2 separate regions of the Mus musculus genome follow, and region 1 is linked to region 2. Evidence: chromatin contacts called from public HiChIP or PLAC-seq data. All regions are on one chromosome and are shown on one strand. The core of a region is the stretch at or near the end of the contact, and the rest is flanking DNA. Distances in the headings are between cores, read along the strand shown. Region 1 has its middle 30 kb from the start of Ptgs2. Region 2 overlaps Pla2g4a (phospholipase A2, group IVA (cytosolic, calcium-dependent)).

Region 1 (2,728 bases), core at 116-2,615, 280 kb before region 2:
AAGAGAACCACAAGTTCCAGGGCACCCTGGGCTAAAAAGCCATACCCTATCTCCAAAAGCCAATTAACCAACAAACAGAAGAGTGGAATAAGAAAAGGATGTAAATATACATATATACATACTCCATACATATTACACACATACAGAACAAACAGGCTATGTGTGTGTGTTTATGTATATGTGTATATATTTTAGTATCTGTATTTATGAGTATATATATCATGTGTGTGTAGGTAACAATAATTACTAAAAAAGAGGTCATGAATATGAAAGAAAGCAAAGAGAGGTAAATGGGAGGGTATAATAGGGTTTGGAAGGAGGAATGGCTAGGGGAAGATAATTAATTTTATCTCAAAAAATAAAAGGAGTACTTTGTAGAAAAAAAAAGAAAAGAATAAAAAGAAAAGGGTGTCAAAGACAGTGGGCACAGCACGTTTACCCCAGTGCTGGGATGGGTGTAAGAACCTGGCCTGTCAGCGTGACTCATCCATTTCTATAGTCTCAGTAATGGAGCCAACATGAGCATATGATCCCAGGAGGCTCACCAGAGCTTTCCTTTTGGATTTGTTATTAAAACCAGAGCAGTGCATTTTTTTTTTTTTGGTCCTGGAGATGCAAACATGTAATCAGGAAATGCCATCAACTATCCTTCTTTCCACAAGAGAAAGTCAGTTCACAACAGGGAATATTAATAATTTGTTCATAGCAGTCTTCCTTTTTAGTCATCACAGGAATGCTTTGTAATATAATCCACAGCCGGGGTGGAAAAAGGAAATGCATGCTCACTTTGCATAAGCCCATCTGTATATTACTATTAGCCCTAAGGTAGCTAAGGCAATAAAATCGTTCTGTCGACAATAAAGTTTGCCAAATAAAATTGGCCTTTAACCCAAAGCTTTTATTTGTTCACTGACAGGGAATGGACCACATCCCAGCCTGAAGATTTCCTCTATTCTTTTCTCTAAATCCCCCTGGTAAAGTCCACAAGCATCAAGACCTTTTCACAAACACAACACTACACTGAGAGCACGAAGTGCACAGCTGGGATTCTGGCACTCAGAAGATGGAGACAATCGGATCAAGAATCTCAGGGCAGCCTGAGACAAATGCAATGGAAAAAAAAAAAACCAACAACAAAACAAACGTAGAGAAAAAGGATAGAAGAGAAGCCAGCCTATAATTTGCAACAATCAAAATGGTGACTGGATCTAGCATGCATGAACTACTCTTTGTCACACTTCTATCCGAAGTCTATCCTCTGGAGAATTTCCATGAATTTTAGGAAGAATCTATTCATCCGTAAGTCCTGTGGTGCTCTGGGTGACTCAGTATGTAGCATCCACTTCGAGGTCATCGTAGCTAGTTTTGTCTTGCTCACTCACATTCTAACCATCTAGGTTCCTTGCTGATGCTCCAAGCATTTCAGAGGCAGGGAAGTAGGGTGGAGAGTGAGGGTCGCTAGGCTTACACAAAGTCTAAGAACAGGAGCAGAAGTGCTCAGGAATGTCTGAAGGTGACCCATGATTTATTACAACACTAGAACATCCATTGTGTGTGGACATTTAAGAGCTATTAGCAAAGTAAATGTTATACGCCGCCCCCCCCCAAAGCTTACACAATGTGACATAAAAGCCCCAATTGTTTGTACAGTGGGGCCAACTGAACTGTTAAATTCTCTACTCTAGCCTACTCTGCCCACCCACGATCTAGAAGTGAACTTTCTTTTTTCTTTCTTTTGCTTTGTATAAGTCTATGTGTATGTGTACGTTCATATGTGATGGTATACATCTGCACATTGGACATGGTTACAAATGCACATGTGTAGGGGGCAGAGATCAGACTCAGGTACCATTGCTTGGGAATTGTCTACCTTGTTTTTTGAGACATAGTCTGTCATCTGGACTAGAACTCACCAACTAGGATAAGCCAACACTTGTGAACTGCATGTGCCCTGTGATCTCTAGCACTGGGATTACAAGCATGTTCTACCATGATCTGCCTTTTCATGTGACATCTAAACACTGAATGCAGGTCCTCATTATTGTACCACAAGTACTTTAATGACTGAGATGTCATGCAGCCCAAAAGTGTACATTCTTTTAACAAATTGTTCCTGCTTTTGCTACCACTCGTGTGTCTCTGTTCAATTCCTGTTCTGGGACACAAAAACTGCTCCAGGCCTCCAACTCTATCCTGATGTCCTTTAATACGATTTCTATTTCAGGATGTTTGCTCTTTCCTTCTTTTTTCTTTCTTTCTCTCCTTCCTTTTCTCCCACCCTCCCCTCTCTTTTTCTCAATCTGTTCCTCTATTACTTCCTTCTTCCTTTCTCCTTCCTCCTTTTCCATCTTTCCTTCCTTCTTTCCCTCCCTCCCTCCCTCCCTCCCTCCCTCCCTCCCTCCCTCCCTCCCTCCCTCCCTTTCTTCCTTCCTCCCTTTCTCCCTCCCTCCCTTCCTTCCTTCTCCCTCCCTCCCTTCCTTCCTTCTCCCTCCCTTCTCTTTCCCCTTCCTTCCCTTCCTTCTCTCCCTCTCTCTTTCTGTCACTACTCTACTTTTGTTTAGACAGGATCTCATCCAGCTGAAGTTGATGAATGCTTAATGTAGTAAAGGCTCAATGTTCCTGTCTCCACCTCCCACCTAGTGGTATTAGAGGCATATACAGATATCTTTGGTTGATATGCAACTGTGGATCTAACTTAGGACCACATGAGTGTTAGGCAAGCCCTCTA
Region 2 (2,794 bases), core at 246-2,745:
TATTGTGAAGAGCCTTCTTCTGGCCAGTAGGATGACTCAGGGAAGTTATCCTTTGACTTACACACACACACACACACACACACACACACACACACACACACACACACACACAGAGAGAGAGAAAGAGAGAGAGAGAGAGAGAGAGAGAGAGAGAGAGAGAGAGAGAGAGAGAGAGATACACAGCACTCATACATATACACAGAGACACATACATTCACATACACAAATACACAGGCATACACACACAGAGTAATGATATTATGATAATATGTTTTTGAAGAACCCTTTTCTTTAATAAGGTCACATTCACAGGTGGGTGGCTAGGTTATAGGATAATCCTGTTAGGGCCTCCTTTAAGTCACTGGAGGTTAGAGCATTGTGGTCAGCACATATACCCAATATTAATTTTCCCAGGGATGTTTTTGCAAGCATATACCCAGATTTTAGTGGAGCACTAACTGCCCCAAGTGTTATACAAGCTTTGTATCCCCCCTACTCAACTGCATTATGAGGCTCATAAAGTCTAACAAAAGCAAGTTCCTTATTAGAAGAGATGGTAACTATAACAACCAATAGTAAATTCTAAGTGGTGGTTCTGTCTGTCCATCCTACCTTAGTTCCTTTAGTATTTTTAATGATTATATTGTTTTAAACATTAATTATCTATATACTGTTAGGTCATCTATCTCCACAATCTTAAAAATAGGCTTTAAATAATGAGGAAATTATAGGGTAGTAAAAAATATGTATACTATGTTTGCATACAGATGAAAATAACATTTTCTGTTGTGAAAACCTATTTATTATTATGTATATATCTTTGTATAGAGAAATATATCGTAGGTCCAAATTAATTAATTGGTAATTCTTGTGAAAGGGCTATTAGACTATTCCCTAAGGGGTCACAACCCACAGGTTGAGAACTACTGTTTTAAATTATTTTAAGATTTTTGTTTGTTTGTTTGTTTTTCAATTATAATTTGGTATTCAAACAGGAGTATGGGCATTTTTGAAAGCATCCCTTTGAAAGAGGGTACCTAATTCTTTATTCGATAAGAAGCTGTGTTTGCAGTTAGTACTATGTAAGCTTAAGATGTTGACCACAGTGAAGCATCTTGGGGTATCAAGCAGCCACTGACTCTCAGATGCTGTGATTTGAGAATCAAGCCTTTTAGCTCACTAAAATGTTGTTTTTGTTTTAACTCTTTCAAATTGGGGGGTTTACTCACAGTCTGTGTCATTGTTTCTCAGTCTTACTGGAGAGAAAGGAGACGTCAGGAAGGAGACGTTTGCCATCCTGTAATCACGGCCCTTACAGTCACCGGTGTTTAATCTTTTCCACTTTGGGATTGGAGCAGAAAAGGGAAAGTTTCCATCACTTCCTGATCCCAGCATAACTCTGTCCAGCTAAAAATAGCCAGACCTTTACCTCAACTCATTCCCTTTCCTTCTTTCTCCACACAGCCACATATCATTTGGTCATTCCCTGACTCATGTTAGTAAACACTAGAAAGCTGCTTTGCCTGTCTCTCACGCAAGTACCTTACTGTACGAGCCTTGGTCTGACTGTGGTGTTGAATAATCAGGAATGAATAACTGTGGATAGGGCTAGACATGAAATAGCAAGAGGAGTTTGGTGGAACGCGGCAATGGGGGAGGAAAGAGGAATGAGAAAAGTCTTCAAGAACCTCAAACAAGAAGTTTTACATCTGTCAATTTCTTCTTAGCAAAGCAGAATCATATTCAGCAAAAACATTTTATAAAAGCAACTGCTCTCATATGTATTGAATCCCCTTTGTCTTAGATTTTATTTCTTTGTACATTTTGGGAGAATCGATCAACTTAAAGTTCATGCCTTTTTTAAAAAAAATTTCAGATTCCTTGAATATTTAGGATTTTTATTGCTTATTTTATATAATTTTTGAGATTTTTAAAAAATTATTACCCCTTCCCTTCCCTTCCCTGCAAACTCTCCTATATGCCACTCTGTGATCTCTTTTGAGGCTGAGAGGAGAGACCAGGAGGGCTTGAACACTATAGAAAGAACTAACTACTGGCAACTTAGGAATGATGAGTAGAGAGTAGTCTCCCCCTGGGAAGGGCACACTAATTGCTTACGCAATTCCAAATGCTTAGCAGTAAATATGTGCAAAAATGTACCATTATACAGACTGATCAGTTCTCTTTAGGGATATACCCATATACATAGATAAACACATATGCATGTAAAGTTCAGTACTGAAAACTATATGATTTCTGAATTCAGATGTACCAGATTGAAATACTTGCTGTCCACTCAAGTTTTTCATGTCTCATCTCTAATCCTCACAGCTACACCGTGAAGATGAGAGTGGTGATCAGTTTCATTTTGCAGAGTCAGGAAGCAAATCGCTGAGAAATGGAAAACGGTGATGCATAGGAGAGATGTGCTCAGGAGCTGGTTATGTCAGGGACAGCAGCGACACTTTAGTCCCCATGCTATCCTGTGGCTCACAATTCCCACAGTGACTTTAGGCCCCCTCACCTGTTTGGTGCCTGGTAGCTGTCGTGTCTAGGCAGCGGGGCCTTGTATCATCTAATTAGCATGTTTCTGTCTCAGCTGGGCCTGTCTTCTGCCTTTCCTACTTTCCCAAAAGGTTGAACTATTTTCAGTTGTCTCTCTCATGGACATAAATACATCAAAGCTTCCAATGCAGGTTCTCTCTTAAGCATAGGACATAGTGAGAGGCTCAACAGTATTTGTTGTATAAGTGAGCAAATACACTGAGGACATAGTGTAGTCGTATGGCCCTGT

What was found. HiChIP or PLAC-seq counts read pairs in DNA pulled down with a chosen protein or histone mark.
Region 1: a FOXA1 HiChIP or PLAC-seq map of pancreatic cancer cells shows a contact between it and region 2. The contact joins two enhancer-like sites. A contact is called at or near these places in 1 of 15 datasets of contacts at CTCF or cohesin (the NIH/3T3 cell line), 2 of 484 Hi-C or Micro-C datasets (bone marrow-derived macrophages and nephron progenitors) and 3 of 115 datasets of contacts at active chromatin or transcription factors (a colorectal cancer cell line, embryonic fibroblasts and pancreatic cancer cells).

What each region holds. Positions count from the first base shown.
Region 1 is chr1:150,128,863-150,131,590 of GRCm38.p6, reverse strand. No RefSeq gene overlaps it. Among named protein-coding and RNA genes, the nearest start is that of Ptgs2, 30 kb to the right of the region's middle. Within about 2 kb of position 1,365, at least 24 of the 459 cell types and tissues checked have an H3K27ac peak or open chromatin away from gene starts, as enhancers often do. A contact at or near this core is called in the NIH/3T3 cell line, a colorectal cancer cell line, embryonic fibroblasts and 1 more, where this site is marked.
Region 2 is chr1:149,845,497-149,848,290 of GRCm38.p6, reverse strand. The region is part of intron 15 of Pla2g4a (phospholipase A2, group IVA (cytosolic, calcium-dependent)); the gene reads left to right. Among named protein-coding and RNA genes, the nearest start is that of Pla2g4a, 110 kb to the left of the region's middle. Within about 2 kb of position 1,495, at least 41 of the 459 cell types and tissues checked have an H3K27ac peak or open chromatin away from gene starts, as enhancers often do. A contact at or near this core is called in the NIH/3T3 cell line, a colorectal cancer cell line, embryonic fibroblasts and 1 more, where this site is marked.